Regions from separate parts of the Sus scrofa genome. Here region 2 is linked to region 1. The links are chromatin contacts, called in public Hi-C maps. All regions are on one chromosome and are shown on one strand. Each heading gives the region's core, a stretch centred on a gene start, on an enhancer-like site or on the middle of the called end of the contact. The rest is flanking DNA. Distances are from core to core; before and after follow the strand shown.

Region 1 (5,955 bases), core at 3,404-5,903:
GGTTAACGAATCCGACTAGGAACCATGAGGTTGCAGGTTCGATCCCTGGCCTTGCTCAGTGGGTTAAGGATCTGGTGTTGCCGTGAGCAGTGGTGTAGGTCACAGATGCGGCTGGATCCCGTGTTGCTATGGCTGTGGTGTAGGCCTGTGGCTACAGCTCGGATTAGACCCCTAGCCTGGGAACCTCCATATGCCACGGGAAGCGGCCCTAGAAAAGACAAAAAAAAAAAAAAAAAAAAAGAAAGAAGAGGAGAGCAGGAAGATGGTTGGCCCAAGGGAGAAGGAGGGTGGGCTGCTCTTTGCCTTAGAATGTGAGCAGCTGGGAGCCAAAGAAGCGGTGACATGACAAAGGTAACTGGCTTCTATCTAAGGACAAGAGGAGGCCACTAAAAAATTTTAACAGGAGTTCCCATTGTGGCTCAGCAGGTAAAGAACCTGACATAGTGTCACTGAGGGCATGGGTTCCATCTCCGACCTCACTCAGTGGGTTAAGGATCTGGTGTTGCCATGAGCTGCAGCATAGGTCACAGATGCAGCTCTGATTCCCTATTGCTGTGGCATGTAGGCTGGCAGCTGCATCTCCCAGTCGACCCCTAACCTGGGAACTTCCACATGCTGTAGGTACGGATGTAAAGAGAAAAAAAAAAAATCTTAATCCTAAGTGGTAAGATCAGACTGATTGCATTTCCTGCTTTCTCTCAGATGCTCAGATCTGAAACTGCAGCCCACAGCTAGCAACTACGCAGGGCCATCCGTGTGCAATTGGGAGATTAACTTACCTTTCCTTCATCTTATCAGCCCTTTGTCCCCAGGTCCTTATGTATTATCTTCTGTTATACTCTGTGAATCGCTCTGCAAGTTCCATCATAAAACTTCCATCAGAAATAGGAGTTACTGTTGTGGCTCAGTGGCAATGAACCCAACTAGTATCCATAAGGACATGGGTTTGATCCCTGGCCTAGCGCAGTGGGTTAGGATCTGGTGTTGCCGTGAGCTGCGGTGTAGGTTGCAGATGTGGCTCGAATCAGGTGTTGTGGTGGTCATAGTGTAGGCCAGCAGCTACAACTCTGATTCAGCCCCCAGCCTGGGAACTTCCATGTGCCAGGGGTGCCACATACATGTGTTTTCAAAGAAGATCCACCTTTTAGCTTTGAAGTACATCCAGTAACTAAAACCAGCCAGTTGGTTGCCTATAGAACTAGACTTTTATTTATTTTATTTTATTTATTTATGCTTTTGGGGCTGCACCTGCAGCATATGGAAGTTCCCAGGCTAGGGGTCGAATCTGAGCAAGGCCAGGGCTCGAACCCACACCCTCATGGATGCTAGTTGTGTTCCTAATCCACTGAGCCACAGTGGGAACTCCTAAAACTAGACCTTTAAAACTAGGAGAAACCTGAGCAATTATTCTAATCTGAGCAACTCATTTTATGGTGAATTAACTCAGGCTCAGAGAGACCGAGTGACTCCCCAGGGTCACACAGCTGGTTAACAGCAAGTTCGGAATCAACTGTGGTTCCCACGTACCTTAAAAATGTCTAGCGTGGCAGTTATGGCATCACTTTGTCCTTTTCGAAACATAAAGATTAAAGGTTTAATTTGGCTTGCTCATAAAACTAAGTGGTTTGATATATTTAGAAGGTCTGATGAGAACGTGTTTTGAAAAGATTTTAAACCACAGCCCTGTGATTTGTTCTGGCCATTATTCTGACTCAGAGGCTCGGAAATGGGGCAGAGTGAAAAAACACCCATACGTGCTCAGGGTCACAGCCATCTCCGGCCCCTCGTGGTCCCTCGCAACTCTCTCTCCCCCCGGTCGTTTCATCTATTCATGAGGATTCAACCACCACTTAAAACCCGAGAGTCCCAAACAGTTCTAGACAGTAGCTAACACACTTGGCACGTCTGTGCACAATATGTAGGTTATGTCATCACACCCACACCACAAGCCCGATCCAGCGGACAGAGGAGAACACTAGGCCTTGCCCAAGGTCACAGGTGATAGCATTGGCGGCCCCCCAGCTGCCTGGCTCTGCAGCAGGTCCTGTTTACCAGGAGAGGACTGTGTAAAGCTCAGCCCTGGTCCAGCACCCTCCTCTCTCCCAAGCTGCAAATTCCTGCAAACCCAAGCTCCCTGCCAGGCTGTCCCAGAACTGACTCAAAACCAAAACCAGGAGTTCTCCTTGGAGCTCAGCGGGTTAAGAACCCAACTAGTATCCGTGAGGATGTGGGTTCGATCCCTGGCCTCGATCAGGGGGTTAAGGAGCCAGCATCACCGCGAGCTATGGTGTAGGTCGCAGACACAGAGTGGATGCCATGTTGCTGTGGCTGTGGTGTAGGCCGGTGGCTAGAGCTCCGATTCGACCCCTAGCCTGGGAACCTCCATATGCTGCAGGTGCGGCCTTAAAGAGACAGAAAGACAAAAAAAAAAAATTGTCCTCATTGAATTCTTACTGTTAGGAGGTTTTGAGCTGAGCTCTCATTTCATGGAGAAATGCTTTTTGTGACACATGGTGGTCCTTCTATCAGACATAAATTTCACCATATGTGTCCTGGAAAATGGGTGTCTTTAGCTGAATCACATACGAAACGCCCCCTACAAGAGCTTGAGGAACCCAAGCAGAGCACACAGAGAAAAGAGAGCCATGGTAATCCCACATGCAAGGATGACAACTGTTATCCTGAGTATTTCTGGCACTTTCCATGAATCTGTGTCTCAGCGCTCCCAACTGCCACCCAACTGCCATACTCTTTTCTTTTTCTTTTTTTTTTTTTTCTTTTTTGTCTTTTTAGGGCTGCACCCTCAGCATATGGAAGTTCCTGGCTAGGGGTTGAATCAGAACTGCAGCTGCTGGCCTACGTCACAGCCACAGCAATGCCAGATCCAAGCCACATCTTTGACCTACACCACAGCTCATGAATCCTTAACCCACTAAGCGAGGCCAGGGATCGAACCCACATCCTCATGGCTAGTCAGGTTCATTACTGTCGAGCCATGATGGGAACTCCCCCATCTGCCATACTCTTTTGGTTCCAGCGACATTTGGTTTTGCCCTCTTGGCAATACATTGGGAATGAGTACTTCTGGTTTCTGTTTTCTGTTTTTGATTGATTTTTAATTTTGCTATTGCGTAAGATGTTTAATTTTGCTATTGTGTAAGACACTGATAAACATTTTTACATATCTTTTTTTTTCTTTTTTTTAATGGCTGCATCCGAGGCATGTGGAAGTTCCCTGGCCAGGGATTCAATTCCAGCCACAACTTCAACCTATGCCGCAGCAGTGGCAATGCCTGATCCTTTAACTCAGGATCGAACCTGAGCCTCCACAGTGATCCCAGCCCCTCAGATTCCTAACGCACTGCACCACGACGAGAACTCCTACATATATTTATAAAAAGAATATACTCATTTTCTTAAGAAAAAATTTTTAGCGGAGGGATTGCTGGATTAAAGTATATGCATGGGGAGTTCCTGTCGTGGCTCAGCGGAAATGAATCTGACGAGGAACCATGAGGTTTCTGGTTCAATCCATGGCCTTGCTCGGTGGGTTAAGATCCAGCGTTGCCATGAGCTGTGGTGTAGGTCACAGATGTGGCTCGGATCTGGCATTGCTGTGGCTGTGGTGTGGGCTGGCAGCTGTAGCTCCAATTAGACCCCTAGCCTGGGAACCTCCATATGCCCTGGGTGCAGCCCTAAAAGGTAAAAAGACAAAAAAAAAAAAAAAAAAAAAAGTATATGCACGTAGTTAGGGTTTCAGATACTATTGCCAAAGTGCCCTGCAAAGTGTTCCCATCATGGCTCAGGAACCCGACTAGTTAACGAACCCGACTAGTATCCATGAGGACTCAGGTTTGATCCCTGGTCCCATTCAGTGGGTTAAGGATCCAGTTCTGCCGTGAGCTGTGGTGTAGGTCACAGATGTGGCTCGGATCCCGCTTTGCTCTGGCTGTGGTGTAGGCCTACAGCTACAGCTTCAATTGGACCCCGAGCCTGGGAATTTCCATATCCTGCAGGTGCAGTCTTAAAAAGCAAAATATAAAATAAAATATAATATAATATAAAAAGTATACAGCAATAATTATTTCATCCAAAATTCAAAATAGGCAACAATAATTATTCCTTTAAAAAACAATAAACAGTATCTTTCGACAAGGAAACAGGGGAAAAGTTTGTATTAGTGAAGGATCCACTAGTTTGCCAGCCACAGGAAAACCTAAATTAAACCAGCTTCAGGAATTCTCTCACGGCTCGGAGGGTTAAGGATCTGGTGTTGCCACTGCCGTGGCTTGGGTCACTGCTGTGGCTTGGGTTCGAACCCTGGCCCGGGAACTTCCGCATGCCATGGGTGCAGCCAAAAAAGAAAAAACAAAAGTGAAACCAGCTTCAGAGGAAAGAGTCATGTTCAGGGGTAGATCTGTCTCTAAATCTAGTTGAATGCAGGGTTCAACTGATGTCACAAAGATTCTCGTCTCGGCCCGGCCTTCTTTAGGCTGTCTCATTGTCTGGACCCACTCGGTGGTTCCTGCAGGCGCCCTAAGCTTTCTGCTCATGGCTGTGGCACTGCAAGCATTTCATGTGCACACTGCTGAGCCCAGCAGAGAGAGCCCGGGGCAAGATTCTGCTTCCTTTGAGGGCTAAAGTTCACTCTGACTAAACTAGGCTGCATCACCCTGGCCGGGGGAGGGACAGCTGTCAAGCAGGGCCATTTCGGTTGCCGCCTTGGGGTTTCCCAGAGGAAGGATGAAGAATGAATGCTGGGCAGCCAGCAGCAGTGTTCCAACACCTTATCTCAAAACAAACGTGGATCAAGACCAAATATCTCCTCGGAGCCGTGACTCTTCCGCCTTCAGTTCCCCACCTCCCAGACAAAATGAATTCTCCACGCTGCTTTGCTCCACGACACTTCAGTGTATGATGATATTGAAAGATATCGTCTTTCATATCATAATAATTCTCTTGTTTTTTTTTATGGCCACACCCATGGCATGTGGAAGTTCCTGGGCCAGGGATTGAGTCCAATCCACAGCTGCAACCTATGCTGAAGCTGCAGCAATGCCAGATCCTTTAACGCACTGCACCTGGCTGGGGATCAAACCTGTGCCTATGCAGTGACCCAGTCAGGTTCTTAACTCACTGAGCCACAGGAGGAACTCCTAGAATAATTGGTGGGGTTTTTTTTTTTGTTTTTTTTTGTTTGTTTGTTTGTTTGTTTGGTCTTTATGGGGCTGCACCTGCGGCACATGGAGGTTCCCAGGCGAGGGGTCGAATCAGAGCTGTAACAACCTGCCTACACCATAGCCACAGCAACTGGGGATCTGAGCCACATCCCCAACCTGCAACACTGGATCCTTAACCCGCTGGGAGAAGCCAGGGATGGAATCCACATCCTCATGGATATTAGTTGGGTTTGTTACCACTGAGCCACAACAGGAACTCCCAAAATTCTTAATATCGTCTGCCTCTGCCACTGGACTGGGGCACCTCAAAGGCAGAAATGTTTTCAGTGTTTTGCCCACAGGACATAGGGGGGCTCCCAATGGTTGGCACATTGTGGGTGCTTAATAAATATGGTGGATTTTATGAATGAATGAAGAGTGGCCCCCTCTCTAAAATCATATTATTCTCAAGGGATGGCTTTTCGGAGTCAAGTGGCAGGGATATTGGCATAAGAAAGGTAGCTGTCTCACTCATGGATGCTGTGGTCTATCTGGTGCCATGCTGGTGCCATGCTGGACAGGAGGAAGGGGGGCTACTTGCCTTCGTATTGTACACTCACCTGCAAACCCTCCCTGACTCTGTGCATACCTACTCTTCCCTTCGTAGTGTGAAATTCCCTTATAAGGACACACAAGGCCACTGAACCCTGCTAGCCAAGTAGATTGACAGGCCTGGGAGACTTGGGGGCAGGCTGTTATCTACCACTGTTTTTTGAGGAAATAGGATCCACAGGCC
Region 2 (5,726 bases), core at 300-2,799, 55 kb before region 1:
CACAGTGAGTTAAGGATCCGGCATGGCCACAGCTGTGGCTTAGGTCACACCTGTGGCTCGGATCTGATCCCTGGCCTGCGAATTCCATATGCCACAGGGTGGCCAAAAAAGAAAAAAAAAAAAAAAAAGTCTGGCACTGAAGTTGGGCTTTCTTGGTTTCTGGTCCTGTAATAATGCTGGTGGTGGTGGTGGTAATGGTTAAGCCGGTGGAAACTACTTTGGAAACTTAACTGACCTTTAGAAAAAGAATAATCGGACTTTATTAATGATGACCAGATTTATTCATTAGCTTCTGACTTCTGGGTTACCCAAAGCAGCCCCAGTCTATATGACAGTTCGAATGACAAGAAGTGGGAGGGGCATGAGGATGAGCTTGGTAAAATAAAGGACCCCCAGGAGTTCCTCATGTGGCGCAAGAGGTTCAGAGGTATCTTGGAAGCACTGGGATGCAAGTTCGATTCCCGGCTCGGCTCAACGAATTAAGAATCCTGTGTTGTTGCATCTCTGGCTTAGGTCTCAACTGTGGCTTGGACCCCATTCCTGGCCCAGGAGCTCCATGTGCCACAGGGCAGCCAACAATGGGGGAAAAAAAGGACCCTCAAAAGAGAAAAGGAGTGCTCCCTCATTGACACACCCCATAATATTCTGCAGATGCCACAGACGCCTTGATAGACCCAGGAAGGACCACCAGGGTGAATTAGCCAAAGCTGGTCTAAGTCCCAGCATCCTTCCCATGGCTCCAAATCTTCCAGGCTAAAGTTTCCTCTTTTCTTCTTAGCCCTCCTGTTTTTTCGTTTTGTTTTGTTTTGGTCTTTTCTATGGCTGCACCCTCGGCCTATGGAGGTTCCTGGGCCAGGGGTCTAATCAGAGCCGTAGCTGCCGGCCTATGCCAGAGCCACAGCAACATGGGATCTGAGCCTACATCACAGCTCACGACAACGCTGGATCCTTAACTTACTGAGCGAGGCCAGGGATCGAACCCACAACCTCATGGCTTATAGTCAGATTCCTTAACCACTGAGCCACCACGGGAACTCCCCTCCTGCGCTTCTAAGAGTTCACTCCCATCCATTCAGCACATGGAAAAGTGAGGGTGAACTTCTTTTTCTCCTGCCCCCACACTAGACAATCTGTAGGGCCTGGTACCAATGTTTGCGAGTCAGGGAAACATCTGTTTTTATCCCTGTCGCCCAGGGCAACTCCCAGCTCATACTCCTCGGGACAAGGGTGGCTGGAGGAGGTCCCAGGCGCCCCAGGTGGGTGGGGAGCCAAAGCTGGTCAAAGCTCCCCACCTCGGGGCAGTGATACCAAATGCCACAGGGGCCGCAGGCGCAAGGCCTTCCTCCACTGTTCACTCAGATGTGGCGCTGGCCCGTCTTCCGTGTAACCCCCGCACGGACCCGGGCAGCAAGGCCCATCCCCACTCCATCCTCCTCACGCCTTCATCTCCATCCCTGGGGAGACCCAGCCCTCTGTGCAGCGCTTGGGAAATCTCCCGCCGCCGTGGCCTTCCTTGCGCAGGCCCTACCCCAGGGCGGGCCCAGGCCTGCCCTTGTTCAACTTGTCTTTTGAGGACCCCCGGACCGCCGCCTCCAGCCCAGCCCTCAGCCACCGGGCAGCGGTGCGGGCAGACGGCGCGACCCGGCTCGGAGGGCGGCCGCCCCAATCCCTTCCCCAGGCCTCGGTGGGCCCCAGGCCGAGAAGCCCGCACGCACAAAGCCCGGGGCCGCCGGAACCCTCGGCCCCGCTGCGTTCGGCCGCTGGATCCGGACACGTCCGGGGCCCCGGGCCCGAGCGCCTCGGCGCGCTGCGCTCCGGCCGCCGGTGCAGGGAGAACGCGCCGCAGCGCCTGCCACGGGGCCGCGCCGGTTAGGTAGCTGGGGGGACCGGAAGGATGGCGAGGAAGTAGGAGAGGGTTTCCTGAGATGAAAGATTACTTCCGTCCGGGCTCTGGCCTCTCTCTGGAGCTGGCTCGTTGGGGGCTGGGGAGCGGGGTGCGCGGGGCTCAGGGGCCGCGCCTTGCCACCTGCAGCGCCCGGGGCGAGCGGGACGCGCTCGGCCGCGTCCGGGGCTCACGCGGGGGAATCCTTGCAGTGGGAGTCGAGAACATTTCCTAGCGCCCGAGCCATGGTGGCCAAACAGCGGATCCGGATGGCTAACGAGAAGCACAGCAAAAACATCACCCAGAGGGGGAACGTAGCCAAAACCCTGGTAAGGCGGGGGCGGCGCTGACCCGGCGGCCGGGGCCAGGGCAGGGCGGGGCGGGGCGGGCTCAGGGCCTCGGGCGGGCGCAAGACCGGCCTCCCCCTCCTCCGGGCCCAGGGGCCCCCTTTCCCCGGAGGTCGAGCGAGGTGGGGGTTCCGGTGAGGCCGCTCAGGCAGCTCCGGCTTGTGCTCTCTGTGCGCGGAGAGGGTCCTGGTTGGCCGTGGCCCCTCTGAGAGTGGCTGCTTGGGGTCCCAAGGAGGCGCAGAAGGGTCCCCCCCCCCCCCAGAGGATCCGGCCTACGCCTCTGGGAAAGATGGAAAGTCACATCCTTAAGGGAACAATTAAGCCAATTGCTTGACACAGGGGCCTGAAACCTAGAAGGTGCTGGATCGGATACTTGAATGAATGGATGAATGAATGAATGAATGAATGATTAAAGGGAGGCCATTTGCCATATTCCTTCCCAGGCTTCATACCCCTCCCCACCATCCCCAACAAGCACACTATAATAAGGTTTTCTTTCCAGAGCCTTTGTAGTGGTCTCCCGGTATAAATCAGGAATGGGAATGAGATTCAGGCTTATTCCTTGATCCTCCACTTTTGCCTCTTCTTCAGTGAGGCCTCTCACCACTGGGCTAAAGTTTAAAAGCTACATTCCTCTTGGTCACGCCGTGAAGTCCTCCCGAGGGGATGATCGAGAACTTTAGAGACTAGTTTGTTGCCAGCATCCAAGGCCTCCCCAGCTGTAGATTCAAGCTTTATAATAACTTTTAAGTAAAATCTGTGCCTTGGACAGAGGTATATTTGTGTGCGTTTGGCTTGGTTTGGTTGTTGTTTTGCTTTTGTGTTTTTGTTTTTGTTTTTTAGCAAAAATGATCGTCCACAGAAAATCCAGAATTCTGGACATTTCAAAGGCAGGCCTCGAATGAGTTGTTGGGTAGTGTTGGCCTCCAAGAGTATGAGCAAGTCTCCTGGAATCTGTTATCCCAGACACTTCAGTGGAAGTTCAGCTGAAGCCTGGGATTTGGTTGGAAAAGCTTGCAGACCTGATGAGGCAATTGTTTTTAGCCACGGACATGATGCCGGTTTGATTAACTGAGCAAAAAGCTGGATCTGCAATCACCATCCCAGAATTCTAGCAGAACCAAGCAGTACTATGGCAGGGAAACTAACTGTAGGATCAAATTTGGATCTAGAAGTTCCCATCGCGGCGCAGTGGAAACGAATCTGACTAGGAACCATGAGGTTGCGGGTTCGATCCCTGGCCTTGCTCAGTGGGTTAAGGATCCGGTGTTGCCGTGAGCTGTGGTGTGGATCACAGACGGGGCTCGGATCTGGCATTGCTGTGGCTCTGGTGTAGGCTGGCAGCAACAGCTCCGACTAGAACCCTAGCCTAGGAACCTCCATATGCCGCTGGTGCAGCCCTAAAAGGACAAAGACAAAAAAAAAAAAAAAAAAAATGGCTCTATATACACAGCTCCATGCTTAAGTTGTGCTGGAAATTCTCTCATTTGAGAGAGTGTTTAGTTGAGACTGAGCAACAAAATGCCAATATCCATTGAATTAGCACCACATTTCACACAGATTTGTGTTTTCCCTATTTTTACTCAGAAAAAAAAAAAAACTTGCTGCCCAGATTAATGCTAAAAACCAATTTTTAATAAATATGAAAGCAGTCAGGGTTTGTATCCCTAAGTGCTATGGAGAATCAGCTATGCCCAGGATATCATACAGACTAGCTAATTTCCAAAAACTTCTAATTCTGAGGTTCTTTTTAATGAACTAAAAAAACCAGAGTTCAGTTGTTAAATGAACTCAGTAGGTGACTTAACTGACTGCAAAAATAACAACCAAATGGAAACTATTTGCCGAGCTGTTTTGCCCACTGGGCTTGGCAAAATCAGTTTCTGTCACCTGCAGGTTTTCAAGACCACTAGAAAATGGTTGGGGCCTGAAACAAAAAATATTGGTTCCAAAATAAGAGAAGAAAATGGAAAAATTGGAGCAAAAGCTGTTTAAATGTCTAGATAATGAAGTCAACTCAACCGCAGTTCAACTCAACTCAACTCTCAAAGATACTTTCAAATTGCGTTTAATGTATGGTATGAGTGGATTTTAATGAGTTCTGATATTCCATGGAGTGGGCTCTTCAAAAGTGCCTGGCGCCTCGGAGGGTTTTTAAATGTTTCCACTAACTTTGTAATGAAAGGTCTCCAAACCATGCCACACTGTATGTTTAGTTTCCCTTGGTTAGAAAGGCTTCGGGATTAACTTTATTGTAAATGGATCAGCATCCAAAAAGAAAAATGAAATTCTCTTTCAAAAAGGAACAGTTTAAATCCTAAATCTCCTTTTCCTGATCACAGATCAAACATGGTTATACTTTGAAAGAAGTCATTTGCAAGGGGTAACTTGTTCAGAATGAAATTCAATAAATGCAGACATATGAAGAGAGTCTACCTGAAAATTTAGACTAAGCATTCAGAAACGAATTCATTTTAATTGTATGCAAATGCTTCGGTATTTCCTGATTAGCTTACAGCCTTGGAGTGAATCAATATTGTTCTTCCAGATAACAGAAAAATCCAAGAAATGGAGAACGAGACGAATCATTTCATGATTATACAGGAGTAACTTCTCCAGAATGAAGGGGCAATTTAAATTTCAGAGTTCTGGAGTTCCCGTGGTGGTTTAGTGGGCTAAGAACCTGACATAGTGTCCATGAGGATGCAGTTCCGATCCCTGGCCTCTCCCAGTGGGTTAAGTATCTGGTGGTGCTGCAAGCTGCAACTTAGGTCAAAGATGCAGCTTGGATCTTGTGTGGCTGTGGCTGTAGCATAAACCTCAGCTGCAGCTCTGATTCAACCCCTAGCCTGTGAACTTCCATATGCCGCAGGTACAACCGTAAAAAGGAAAAAAAAAAAAAAAGAAAGAAAGAAAGAAAGACCTTTGGACCTTAGGAACTGTCAGTGTAGACTGGTCTCTTCTTGAAGGTAATAGATAAATAAATAAATAAAAGCTAAATAAATAAATTTATTTCAGAGTTCAGAGTTATCCTGCTGGGAGCTTATTTCCAAGAAAGCCATCCCCTGACCTTTTGGAGCCCAGGGAATAGCAAACTCCTGCTGGAAATGAACCATGTCATTTGCAGGATTCTGCTCTTTTCTCACCTTTCCCAGCAATAGATTCAGGCTTAGGTGCATTGTCCGAACAGATTTGTGCTGGGCACCACTTCCAAAAAAGAATGACTCAGAGCCTTCAAAAAAGGATACACTGGTCTTATGACCGGCTGAGGTGTTCTTGGGCTCTGAAAGTCCTCACAGAATATTGGTTCACTGGAGTTCCCATTGTGGCTCAGCGGAAACGAATCTGACTAGCATCCATGAGGATGCAGGTTCGATCCCTGGCGTCGCTCAGTGGATTAAGGATCTGGCATTGCTATGGCTGTGGTGTAGGCTGGTGGCTACAGCTCGATTCAGCCCTGAGCCTGGGAATCTCCATATGCAGTGAGTGCAGCCCTT

Evidence for each region. Hi-C and Micro-C count contacts between places; a contact is called where the count stands out from the background.
Region 2: a Hi-C map of liver shows a contact between it and region 1, with 2.3 times the contacts expected there. The contact joins the promoter of SERP2 here to the enhancer-like site in region 1. A contact is called at or near these places in 2 of 5 promoter capture datasets (fetal liver and liver), 13 of 47 Hi-C or Micro-C datasets (alveolar macrophages, embryonic fibroblasts, epiblast stem cells and 8 more) and 1 of 2 datasets of contacts at active chromatin or transcription factors (skeletal muscle).

Annotation. Positions count from the first base shown.
Region 1 is chr11:22,644,134-22,650,088 of Sscrofa11.1, reverse strand. All of the region lies in intron 2 of LOC110255816 (a long non-coding RNA gene), which reads left to right. Among named protein-coding and RNA genes, the nearest start is that of SERP2, 54 kb to the left of the region's middle. Within about 2 kb of position 4,653, at least 10 of the 83 cell types and tissues checked have an H3K27ac peak or open chromatin away from gene starts, as enhancers often do. A contact at or near this core is called in liver, where this site is marked.
Region 2 is chr11:22,696,718-22,702,443 of Sscrofa11.1, reverse strand. It overlaps SERP2 (stress-associated endoplasmic reticulum protein 2), which reads left to right and starts at 1,549. Exons shown (of 4, transcript XR_002336679.1): 1 at 1,549-2,211.